Linked DNA regions of Mus musculus: all the other regions are linked to region 3. The links are chromatin contacts, called in public HiCAR-type maps. All regions are on one chromosome and are shown on one strand. The core of a region is the stretch at or near the end of the contact, and the rest is flanking DNA. Distances in the headings are between cores, read along the strand shown. Region 1 holds the start of Nelfa (negative elongation factor complex member A, Whsc2). Region 2 holds the start of Fgfr3 (fibroblast growth factor receptor 3). Region 3 holds the start of Gtf3c2 (general transcription factor IIIC, polypeptide 2, beta). Region 4 holds the start of Maea (macrophage erythroblast attacher).

Region 1 (2,990 bases), core at 402-2,901, 2.8 Mb after region 3:
AGTACAAAGTTCAACCAAACAATCCTACTAATATCTAAATACCTGACCTACTTGTTTTAGTGAGTATAATTCAATAAAACCATTTTGAAAGGCCACCTGGTATAATCCTACTGTCACCTCCAATGTTACTTCTAGAGTTCACATGAACATGTATTGTATCAGTCACAACAGAACAAACATGAAACAGAAAAACACAAACACACACACACACACACACAAAATGAATGAGAAAAACCAGCCACAACCTAATCGTCCATTTGCTGTCTGCTTGAAGAATGGAACCCCATAATTCGGAGTAAATCAAACTGTCTGCAACAACTTGGATGAATCTGTCCAGGTGTTTACCAACAGAAGACACACCCACACCACACGGAAAATGAATATAACGTGGAAACCTGTTGCCGTATTAAATTCAAATGAGGCAAACCCCAAATACTCGTGTGTGCTAGGAATGCACACACGATTGATAACCCTGCCAAAATAAAACCAAAAAAAAAAAAAAAAAGCCTCCTGCAGGAAAGAGGAATGGAGGTGCTTTGGAGGGACCAGCCTTGTTTTCATGTGTGGAGATAACAGGAGTCATTTAGCTAGCTCTCAGTATTTTTTAAACCGAATAAATATGCAGTTTTGTGTATATGGTATAGTGCAGCAATAAAAATTAATGATATAAAAATAATACAATAACTGGAAATGTTTAAAAACTAAGGTAACTCGGTGTTTTTAGCTGCTATCAGATGTAGTGGCCCAGACCTCCAGAGATTGAGACTGGAGGATACCAAGTATGAGATCAACCTGGGCTACACAGTGAAACTATACATATATTATTTGCGTATGTATTTGCAAAGCATAGTATAAGTTAGAGAGATGCAATGTGGAACAAGAGTACACTGAAAAGAAGCCACAGAATAGCCGGGCGTGGTGGCGCACGCCTTTAATCCCAGGAGGCAGAGGCAGGCGGATTTCTGAGTTCAAGGCCAGCCTGGTCTACAATGTGAGTTCCAGGACAGCCAGAGCTATACAGAGAAACCCTGTCTCAAAAAACAAAAACAAAACAAAACGCCACAGAATAGAGATGAACGCAAGCCGACTGATATTTGGTAAGGCAAAAGCAACAAAATTAAGGTCAGCAGTCACATGGAAAGTTGCACTAACAGCCCCGAACCAAGAGTAGCTTCGGAGCTGAAGCATCCAGCACTGCGGAAGGGGCGGGCCTGGCTGTTGTGGCCATGGCCCCACGACCCCCGAACGCGACAGCGCCCAGCGGCTGGAAGTACTAAGGTGTAGGGGCTAACGGCGCCAAAACGGAGCTGCGCGCGGCCGGCGGGAGAAGGGCAAGGTGCGGCGCCGGAGCCGGCGGGAGGCAGGAGCGGTGCTCCGGCCGGAGAGAGGCTGGCCCGCGTCCTCACCTCGTCCACGGTGCGGCGCGGGAGATGCAGCGTCCCGAGCAGTAGCTTGAGCTTCACGGCCGAGGAGAGGCGGTGGAAGCAGAGGCGGATGTTATCGATGACCGCGGCGGTGAGCAGGGACGCGATGCTGGGTGGCGCCCACAGCTCGTCCGTGGCGCCCAGCTTGTTGTGCAGCCACAGGCCGGTGTCACTCTCCCTCATGGAAGCCATCTTGGCGGCGGCAGCGCGCGTCGGCCGGCATCTTACGCGGACGCCTACGTGTCCCCGGCGAGGACCCCCAACATGGCGGCACCCGTTGGCGCGGGGCGGGGTCTCGAGTGCAACTGCAAATGGCCCCGCCTTCTGGAGGCTTCGAGCCGAGGCGCAAGAACAGGGAGTGGGCGGTGAGTCTCCGCGAAAAGAACTCTGGGTTTCCGTAACGCATGATGGCGGCACCTACTAGGGCGCCGGGCAATGCCGTAGCCATTTGAGTCGCATCCGTGTGTCGTCGAGATGTTCCGCTCAGAGTACCGCAGTGAGGCGCAACAGTTTGGTTTCCCGGTGTGCGGCTCATTGGAAGGAGTCCGGAGAGCGCGCTGGGCTCGTTCTCCACAGACAGTCTTGAATGGCCCTTGCCCGTCCTGCATACAGTGCTGCCTCAGGTCCGCATACAGGTCCGTTCCGTGTCGGGGATGTCACTAGGCCATTTCCCATGGTTATGTGGTCGCGATGGCTGTGGTTAATCATCAGGGCAATTGCAAAGTAGTTCAGAGTACGGTCTTTCAAAGGCTGATCCTCCACAGCTGCTGAGAAGCCTAAATTCACCCTGTAGTGTCTCTCTTTATCAGAACTTGACAGTGTAGTTCTGTCCATCCTTCGAACTCACTCTGTAGACCAAGCTGGCCTCAAATTCCGAGATCCACTTACCTCTGCCTCCCAAGTACTGGGATTAAAGCCCTAGGCCACTCACAAGGCAGTGTCAGCAAAAGTGGCAGTAGGGCACGACTCTGGTCACAGATATTTAGGAGATTGAAAAGGATCGGTTGGGCCGAGGAGGTAGAGGCCATCCTGTGCAAAATAGTGAAACGAATCTCTTAAAACACTAAGTATCCTGGGAGTGGTGGTTCATGTCTGTAATTCCTGGAATTTGAGCTCAGATAGGAGGGTTTGAGTCCATTTTGAGCCACAGAATGAAAATATATAACTAAATGTAAATTGTTTTCTCCTAATTGAAATATTTCATGAAGAGGGGAGAGCAGCTCTTAAGACTTAGCATGGTAATTAAATGTACAAGCCTGAGGAAACTTGGAAAGGCATAAGACTCACTAGGCCACTTCCCATGGTTATATTAACAACTATTGACAGAAGAGACTGTGGAATTGCCTGATTCAAGGGACTGGGAGCCTCAGGTATCCAGCATTTGGTGACAGCTGTAGTGGAGTGGTCTTTCCTGACACTTTAAGTTACTCAGACTTGCCTGGTGGTGGTGGCACACACCTTTAATCCCAGCACTTGGGATGAAGAGGTAGGTGGATTTCTGAGTTCGAGGCCAGCCGGGTCTACAGAGTGAATTCCAGGACATCCAGGGCTACACAGAGAAACCCT
Region 2 (3,155 bases), core at 353-2,852, 2.5 Mb after region 3:
TACAAGAGCTGGCCAGTGTAAGGCCACAGGGTTGGGGGAGGATCAGAGGAGTGGGAGTACCCTGCTTAGAGTCCTCTTTCCTGCATGTGTAGCCCATTGGAAAACAAGGTAGCTTGAGAGAGATGGTCTGTTGGGCCATGGGGTTCAGAGAACAACCAACACTGGCCTGAGATTCCTGACTGGGTATTTCTAACAAGGAGGTCATCTCAGAAATAAAGAAGTATTGCTGTTTGGATGGATGCTCAGCTCCCAGTTACAGAGTGTGGAGGGTTCTGATAAATCCTCCAGACGAAGGGCGTGGAAATAGGGGTCAGAGCTCACATTCTGGTTCATTTACTGATAACTAATCTGCCAATAGATTAGGGGAGAATGTCTGCTATGACCCCCTGGGGTGGCATCCTGGGAGAGGACCTGTGGGCAGCTGCCTGGGGGTGCCATGGGAACCCAGGACTGGATTCTAGCCAGTCTGCAGGGAGGGGTCCTTGGCCAGAGCAGGAGTAACAGTAGGCAGAGCTGCCCAGCTCTAGGGTGGACACACAGGGATGAGAGCATGAGGGTTCTGGGGCCAGGGCTTTCCCTGCTCAGCTATCTGGGAAAGATAAGGGTGATGAGTAAGCCAGTGAAAGGTGTTCGTAACCCACGAGCCATTCCCCCCCCCACCCCCCCCATGAGCAGTTTTAAGTTCTTCAAGCCACATACAGCCAGACTGGGCAGAAGCACTGAGCCAGGTCCCCATGTATCTGGCTCCCATAGGCTTCATCAGACCTTGTGGAACTTGTCTGAAAGTGAGACAAGGTTCCCTGCCTTGTGAGGGTAGAGAGGCCATCAGTCACAGGGTGGTTGCTGTTACAGAAGTTCTGCCAGGCAGGACCTACAGCTTGCCAGCATGATGGGGTGACCAGGCTGATCCTCCAGGGACCAGCTGTCATTGTGACACTCCCCAGATGGAATGTGTCCCACATGATGGGCGTGCTGTGCTAGGACATCCATAGGTTGGAGTTCAGGCAGCCTTAGGGTAGGGCAGGCTCCCCTGCTTTGTATCCCCAGCTCTTCTCGCTATTCCGAGAGGCTGGGTAAGTTTCTTCCAAAACCTGTGTGTTCTTGGGGAAGTGTGGACATCGTTCCTGAGCAGGATGCAGGCAGCTGGTTAGTTTGATAAATACAGCAGCGTGTCCGTCTTTTCTAGGGTGCAATCCCTGGGTCTTTCATCATGTAAACTCTGCTCCATCCTTCACTGGAAGACCTGTTCACACGTATTTGTATTTGTCTTCCTGGAACTGTCAGGCTTTGTACCTGAGGATTTAGTGCTCTTTGCACAGGGTTCATTCAGCTCAGGGGGCCAGTTCACTGTGAAGACGCCCTAACACCTAGACCCCCACCGAAGTCAACCTTCTGAGCCCTTGAGCACAGCTTTATTGGAGGGAGAAGCGTGCTGGTAGACAGTCCTGAGCTCGGCATTGCTTCAAGGGGTCGAGCGTGCGACCCTTGCCTCGCCTGCTCCGCCCCAGCTGGGCTCCCACGCCCTCTGGGACCGCCCGGCGCCCCCGCCTGACCACGCCTCTTCGGATCTCCCGCCCCCTGGCCGCCGGGGAAGGGGAGTGTTCGGGGCGTGGCGGGAGCACCCCCCAACCCCCGCCCGGGCTGCTGCGCGCCGGGCAGCCCCAGTTCAGTGCACTGTGGCAGCGGGGGTGGCGGGAGCAGCTGGCGCCGTGCGATCCACTCCGGCGGGGGGACTCAGTGGTGGGCGGCCGGCCACTGGGACAGAGGAGACCCTGGAAAAGCGGGCCGAGAGACGGAGCCGCGCGTGGTGAGTTGGGCTCTAGCGGCCGCCAGGTTAGTGTGAAGGACTCGGCTGGCACTCGGAGGTTCCGGGCGGGCTCAGAAGCAGTCAGGGGGTGAGATATGCGGGAAGTGGAGCGGTTCGTAAGTGCGGCGAGGCCGGGGCAAGGCGCGGGCTTCCCGCTCTGGAAAGTTTGCGGCTACTGCCTCCGTCCTGGGAGGGCTCTGCGGCAACCAGGGAGGGAAGGAGGAGGGAGGAACCGCGGCTGGGAGGAGGCGGCCGGCGCCAGGCAGCCCGGGAGAGAGCTAGGAGTCGGCGGGCGGGGCGGCCGGGGGTCGGGGTTCAGGAGCGAGGCCGCGCTTCCCCGCTGCCCTCCGGAGTAACTCAGTGCTCTCCTCCTGTAGTCTCCACAGAGGCGTTCTCCCACCGGCGCCGGAGCCGGGCGTGGGGGGTTGCAGCATGCCCGCGCGCGCTGCTTGAGGACGCCGCGGCCCCCGCTCTGGAGCCATGGTAGTCCCGGCCTGCGTGCTAGTGTTCTGCGTGGCGGTCGTGGCTGGAGCTACTTCCGAGCCTCCTGGTCCAGAGCAGCGAGTTGTGCGGAGAGCGGCAGGTAAGGACTGACCCAAGGTGTTCTTCTGGGGGCCGGCCCTGAATCACAGGGGCTTTGGCAATGGTGAACAGCCCTTGGGTGAGGAAGGGGCGTCGGGTTGATTAGCACCACAGGGGCTAGTGCGCCGAGGTTTGTCCCCTGCCCCGCAGATCGCTGTCAGCTCGGACGCGGCAGTTTATAGGGGTGTCTGTAGGCTGGGAGCCACCACCCAAGTGCGAGGCGTCACGTGGACCGGTGCCCGTGACGGTGGTCCCAGGCAGAGGGGCGTTGGGAAGGCGCGCGAGCTGACTTCCCACGATTCCTATTGTTGCTTCTCGAATTTGAGAGGAGGAAAAATGCCTGTTATTGATTCAGCCGTTCTCCCGGAACAGTTCTTCCTCTGCTTCAGCTAAAGGAAGGCTGGACGTTGCGGGGTGGATAGTAGTATCCCAGCCAAAGCTCAGCTTCAGGGTTTCGCATGACAAGGTGACAGCTTCAGTGCGGCTGCTCCCCTCTTATCCTGTAGGCGGCCTGAGGGGTCGGTTCCCAGGGGCGCGCACAGACTGCCCTTCAGGCCGCACGCTGGGAGATGAGGGGCGGTTGTCCCAGGATCTTGGCGCCGCCTAGGTAGTCCCGCTGGCCACCAAAGTCCGATGGGACACTTGAATGCCCTCAAACGGGGCCCGGAGGCCAAGGATGCGAAAGGGAGCCACGGTCCGCTCTGCGTCCCTTGGTTGCCCGGAGGTGCGACGCGCGCGGCCCCCGGCTGTGCCCGGTGGCAGCGTG
Region 3 (3,114 bases), core at 419-2,918:
GTAAGTTTGTAAGATCTTGCCTTCCTGGTTTACTACACTATTCGAACTCGATGCATGAATCAGTATATAACTTTTTTCAGTGAGTGACTCAACATACAAAAAAAAAATCCTTTTAAAAATTCACTTCTGAGGGAGGGTGTGGGGGACTTTTGGGATAGCATTGGAAATGTAATTGAGGAAAATACGTAATAAAAAAAATACAAAAAAAAAAAAGAAAAAATTCACTTCTAGTAAAAGGCAGTGGCAGTGAATGGTAGAATTCCTATTTAGGATCTGACAATACAAATTTTAAACAGTAAAGGAAGAAATGTTCAGTAAATTCTAACTAGGATTTTTATATCCCATACTGTCTGATTTCCTTGCTGCTTCAGGTTGCTAACCTGACTACTTTGGCAAAAGAAAAACAATTAGATAATACTTCATCTTAAACACGGACTCACTTCACATACACTGTTTAATACACTGGTTCCCAAAGTATTCCTATCATGCAACTGGTGATTTATCAGATAATTTTACTGGTCCAAAAACAAACATATTATTTGTACAAAAACCTGCAACTCACGTTTTCAGTTGATACTGCTAGAAACTAAAGAGTGTAAATCTGAATAGAACAACTTAAAACTATTAGGAAAAATGGCACTGCAGTTGATAGCGGTAAGCGGTAAAAGGTAACGTAAGCAAAGGTTAATTTGAATTTATGTAACAATCAATGTACCTCCAAGGGCAAAAAGACCTGGTTATGTCCTAAACCTGCCCAGAAAAGTGAATTACCTCCTGTGGGGGTGAAGTCGCCATCTCTGTCTTGTCCAAAAGACGGCAAACTTGCCGCGGGATAAAAGGACCAGTATAAGGAAACATAACTGGCCCTTGGCTGCGCCAATGGGGTTGCAGCGCGCGGGGCACAACCCCCGGGGTTAGAGCCACTTGGAGGAAAAGGCTGAGACACAGTAAGAGGGAATGAGCACAAGAGGACTGACTGCAATCAGACAGAGACACCACCACCTGCCATTCCCCAATCCTGGCCGTGGGGGCAGCTTTCGAGCCCCAGGCGAGCCCTGATTTCCCTAAGCCTTAAGATAACTGCAGGTTCACCCAAGTCCGAAGGCCCAACGTAACGAGTTCAACGTAAGCAGTGCAGAAACCTGAGTCCAGTTTACCGCGCTACATACACCGAATTGGGGAAGAAGGTAAGACCGGCTGGCAGAGATGGGGGATGCTCAGTGGCCCCAGTGGGGACGGAGGAGAGAGCTCGACGGTTCTCGGGAGAAGCGCAAAGGCTAGGAGGCGCGCTGTCTTGCGCGGGAGTAAGACGGGAATCGGGAATCGGTTCCCATTGCCTTAGCGCTACGGCAAAAGAATGGGAGGAGTAATTTTGGGTCCCCCGCACACCCCGTTGCGGTACACTCACCCGCGCCAAAGTCCTTCCGGAAGTCCAAGTTCGAAGATGGCGCCGCCTGTCGGGTCGCGGTTTTATGACGAAATCTTGATCGGCTCTTCCTTGCCCCGCCCCCGAGACAAGGTAAACGCAAGCTTGGTCTGGAACGCGTTTCCTGCCGAGCTTTCTTTTAAACTCTGTGTTCCATAATGCAGCGCGGCGCGGCACTGAGCCCTCCGACGCCCGCGAGCTGGAGCGTGGCTTCCGCGGCCCTAGGACACTGCAGGGCCTTCTGGGAATTTCAGCGACCGGAAGGGGAGGTCGGCGCCTGCGCGGCACCGCAGCTCCACCAGCAGCCTTGTGGAAAAGCATTGAAGAGGAAAGTGTCGCGCTTCTGCTGTCGCCGAGCGTTCCGACCTGCCTTTCCACCCAGGTTGCTGGCTTTGTGGAGAAAAGAGCCTGACCACACCTGATTCTTAACTACAGTCCCGAGCTTCGACGGACTAGGAGACAATCCCTCGCCCCCAGAGATCTCCTGATTTTCTGCTGCCAGTGAATGAGCCAAGACAGGAAGAAAATAAAGAGGAGGGCTTGGAAAGAGGCCAAGGGAAGAAAAGAGCGGGGGGAGCCTAGCCTGGGTGGGTAGGCTGCGCTTTTAAAGAGAGCATCAACCCAGGCCTCACGCCACTCCCTCACTGGGAAGTGGCCTCCGAGCAACAAGGTTTTCAGCCTTTTAAAACCATGTAGCTTTCACAGATCTGCCTTTACCCAGGAGGAGGGCGAATTAAAATGAACCGGAAGAGGTGAAATATGGCAGCTTTCCCCTTTCTAAATAGTCTTGTTCAATTATTCCCTTGGTTAAATCTTTACAAAGAGTAATGGTGCACGCTTATAATCCCAGCACTCCGGAGATGGAGTCAGGAGGATTAGCAGTTCAACGTGATCCATGACTACTTGGAAATTGGAAATCAGCCTGTACTATATTAGACCATGTCTCAGAAAAATGAGAAAGGGAGAAAACAATGGGGCACGTCAACTCCCAGACTAGGTACTCAAGGCTGAAGCAGGAAGATCTCTTGAGCTCAGGAATTCAGGTTCTACCAGGGTAATCCTGTATCCTACCAATTAAAAAAGGAAAAAGGGATTTAGCCAAAATCTGAAAGGAAAGAAAGAGAACACCCAGTTCTCCGACATCCTCTTATGCTCAAATGACAGCATTTTGAATGGCTGTCTTCCTCTTTTAGATAATAGCTCCTAAACATTTTATAGGGAGTAACAGATTTAGTGCTTTGATGAACAACATCTCTTAAAATCCTGCCTCTGGTTAAGTTCTCTTTGGTTTTATCACACAAAAAAATTTTTTTAAAATAACTTTGATTTTGGAAAAAGATTCTCAAAGTTTAAGATACAACAAGTGAAAGCTCTTTTCTTTCTTTTTTAAGATTTATTATTATATCTAAGTACACTGTAGCTGACTTCAGACTCACCAGAATCATTACGGATGGTTGTGAGCCACCACGTGGTTGCTGGGAATTGATCTCAGGACCTTCAGAAGAGCAGTCAGTGCTCTTAAATGCTGAGCCATCTCTCCAGCCTGAAGGCTCTTTTTTAAGCTTAACTAACCCTGCACGCAGTTGATCTGTTTCTCATTGTTGGTCCAGCGTATGTATTTATACTGAAATTCCCTTTTATGGAATACCATAGTTGGTCTGGAGCGCATCACGGCTCCGCATCAGCCT
Region 4 (2,944 bases), core at 122-2,621, 2.2 Mb after region 3:
AGATAGAGTCTCAAGGAAAAACAAAACAAAGATCCAGTTCTGTAAAATACAAAAGACAACTTAATGTAGAAGTCATTTCCTAAGGAATGAAATGTAATTCCATTTTTAATTTTAAAAGCAGGCGAGGAGGGCTGGAGAGATGGCTCATGGGTTAAGAGCACATGCTGGTCTTGTAGAGAACTCAAGTTTAGTACTCAGCACCCATGTGCTTGTCTCACAACAATCTGTAACTCTAGTTCCTGGGGGATCTAACGCTCTCTTCTGGCTTCTGCAGAAATCATGCAAACGTGAGGTAGGTTCAATTCACCAAAAAAAAAAAAAAAAAAAAAAAAAAAAAAAAAAAAAAGCCATTCAGTTCAGATAAAGGGTTTTAGTGACCCTCAAGTTTATTGTCTGGCTACCAACAAATGGCCAAATTGAGTTCAAAATAGAAGAATTAGAATGTAGGTAAAAGGCATGATAATTAAGCAATCTCAGTCAAGGTGTGGTCTGGTTGATAGTTACTTCAATTCTGTTTTTCAGGTGGTTTAAAGAAGTCCTCATTGCCTTAGGGAACAGACTGATTCTCAGGTCTTGTGACATGTGCTGTAGGGTGAAGCCTACATCACAGATAATTGCTTTCACTCAGGAGCCCTGGAAGATCCACGTTGCTTAGTTTATCAGAAAGATGTTAACTGATCATTACTATTGCTCCAGGAATTCAACTTGACTACAAGTTTAGGTCAGGGACTGGACACCTTCAGACGCCTTTTGGACCCCAAATCAAGGATTCATCGCTTTTTCACAAATGCAGTTCCCAAGTGTTCCTTATGTTATTACTGGCAGGAAAGCACAGCTGCTCGATAGCCCCTCCCTGTCTTATTCTATTGTAAACATTCTTTATCTTTTATTGGGAAGCCCGCTCTTGGACGCCAGAGCTGTTAATCGGCGAAAATGGAGATGAAGGAAAGTAGTTCCCGGATGGCAAAAACCGCACCCCTAAGTGACCATTCAGAGATAACGGCCACCGAGCGCTGAGGCAGGGCCTGTGACCACTACGGGAGGCGACTTCGGAGGTGTGTGTGTGGGGGGGGGGTGCGACCACAACGTGAGTCGTCTCAGCCCCAACCCTCCGAACGTCCATGGCGTCGGGATCCCCGCTCTACTAAATCCGCATCTGCGGCCTACGCCAGCGGACAATTCAATGAGGAAGCCGCTCTCTAGAGCTGCCGGCGATTGGTCGAGCCCGTGAAAGATGATTGGCTCTGGCCTTCTTCCGCTCGGGCGGCCCGGTGACACGATTGGTGCAGACTCATAGCCGCTCCGCCTGCTCCCGTACGTAGCACGTCACTATCCGGCGTGCCCCGTACCCGCCTCCTCCGCTCGGCCGGCCCAAGATGGCGGTGCAGGAGTCGGCGGCCCAGCTGTCCATGACCCTGAAGGTGCAGGAGTACCCGACCCTCAAGGTGCGTTCTAGGCGCGGCTAGGGTCGCCACCGCATCTTGGGAGGGGTCGTGGTGGTGCAGGGGCTGGGTCGCTGCCGGAGTCGCTTCTGGAGGGACTGCACGGCCGGGGGCGGGGTCGGGGGCGGTGGGGCTGCGGCTCTCCAGCGCGATGGGCACGGGCCGGGGCCTCCCGATGGGGCCAAGGGGGACCTCTCGGTGTACTGTGACCTAGGTGGTGCGGGGCGACAGAGTCAGAGGGCTTCCGAGGCCCGGGCGGCGGGGCCTGAGCCCTGCCTCCCACCCAGCCTTCAAAGCCGAGAGGCTGCGGGCCGTGCGAGTGCGGGCAGCGAGGCCACGGCCGGGGCGGCGGGCACTAAAGAACCAGGGGCCCTGGACGCGGAGGTGGGTCGCGGCGGCCCCGGGGCGTCCTTCCGGAAGCTCGGCCTGGGGCGTGGCGGGCATGCCTCTGGTGCTAATTAGGGGGCCAGTGGGGAGCACTGGCGACCCGGTGGCACCCCGCCTCGCTGGGCGTCCCCAGAACTCCAGCGCAGCTCCTGCCCTTGGTTTCCGGGGCGTGACCTTGGGTGGTCGCTGCGCCAGTGCGTTCCTTTAGGACAAACGTTCATCCCCGCCGGAAGACTGGGAGGCTTCAGTTGCTAGAGGGCTTGATGGTACCGGATGGACTGCGGTGAAGTACCTGGGAAGAAAAGCCTTAAGAGGAAGAAAAAAATTCTTTGGTTCCAAGGAAGGCCGGCAGAGCCTTCGTGTTCTACATTCCTTGGCTGAGGTCTGGGCAGCTTTTCTTCTGGAGCTCTTGGCACCTCATCCATCTCTTTGGTGACCCAGTGGTTGTTTGGTGGTGGGTGGGTGGGTCGTTTAGCTAAGGTTGAAGACTACAGGTTCTAGGCGAGACCGCTTTTTCTGTGCTTAGGGAGACCCAGATTGTATGGGAGGCACCTGACTTCTGCTGGTGTTCCCTTGTCTGATGTAAGCCCTAGGGAGCACTTGTTTTCCTCCCCGAGGGTGAAGTGAGCGAGCTTATATTGCACATGGAAGTCTTGGCATTCCCTGGAAGGCATCTCTTGTCATTGTCCCTGTGACATCTGACTGCTCTGGAGTAGTTTGTCTTCACAGGAGGGCAGAAGCAAGGCCCAGCTGGCCTTCTTCTATAGTTGGTGAGCAGCCATATTTGATCAATGTTTTGTATCCTGTGCTTTATTTGACTAAGGAAGGGAGCAAACACCACCAGTCTTTTTTGTCAGATGTTCAAAATGTATGGCTTGGGGGAGTAGGAGGTACTTGTGACAGACCTCGGTCTTGTACGTGCTAGGCCAATGCTCTGCTACTGAGCTACATCCTCAGGCCTTGTTTTCTTTCTTTCTTTTCTTTTCTTTTCTTTTCTTTTCTTTTTTTTTTTTTTTTTTTTTTTTTTTGAGGCAGGCTTCTGTAGGCCATGAATCCGAGTGCTGGGATTACAGGTGACTCTTACCAATCCTGTAGTTTCCTGGCACTCTTGGATT

Evidence for each region. HiCAR-type assays count read pairs that join an accessible place to other places.
Region 1: a contact with region 3 is called in a HiCAR-type map of astrocytes, with 7 times the contacts expected there. The contact joins the promoter of Nelfa here to the promoter of Gtf3c2 in region 3. A contact is called at or near these places in 2 of 39 promoter capture datasets (liver and pre-B cells), 1 of 115 datasets of contacts at active chromatin or transcription factors (astrocytes) and 2 of 9 other capture datasets (adipose tissue and liver).
Region 2: a contact with region 3 is called in a HiCAR-type map of astrocytes, with 8 times the contacts expected there. The contact joins the promoter of Fgfr3 here to the promoter of Gtf3c2 in region 3.
Region 4: a contact with region 3 is called in a HiCAR-type map of astrocytes, with 9 times the contacts expected there. The contact joins the promoter of Maea here to the promoter of Gtf3c2 in region 3. A contact is called at or near these places in 1 of 39 promoter capture datasets (liver) and 1 of 115 datasets of contacts at active chromatin or transcription factors (astrocytes).

What each region holds. Positions count from the first base shown.
Region 1 is chr5:33,934,620-33,937,609 of GRCm38.p6, forward strand. Nelfa (negative elongation factor complex member A, Whsc2) reads right to left here and starts at 1,652. Exons shown (of 11, transcript NM_011914.3): 1 at 1,407-1,652. The coding sequence starts at 1,616.
Region 2 is chr5:33,720,122-33,723,276 of GRCm38.p6, forward strand. Fgfr3 (fibroblast growth factor receptor 3) reads left to right here and starts at 1,603. Exons shown (of 18, transcript NM_008010.5): 1 at 1,603-1,807; 2 at 2,185-2,390. The coding sequence starts at 2,288. RefSeq lists promoters at 1,448-2,288, 1,448-1,652 and enhancers at 1,808-2,184, 2,015-2,073.
Region 3 is chr5:31,178,476-31,181,589 of GRCm38.p6, forward strand. Gtf3c2 (general transcription factor IIIC, polypeptide 2, beta) reads right to left here and starts at 1,669. Exons shown (of 19, transcript NM_027901.2): 1 at 1,409-1,669.
Region 4 is chr5:33,334,201-33,337,144 of GRCm38.p6, forward strand. It overlaps Maea (macrophage erythroblast attacher), which reads left to right and starts at 1,372. Exons shown (of 9, transcript NM_021500.2): 1 at 1,372-1,445. The coding sequence starts at 1,377.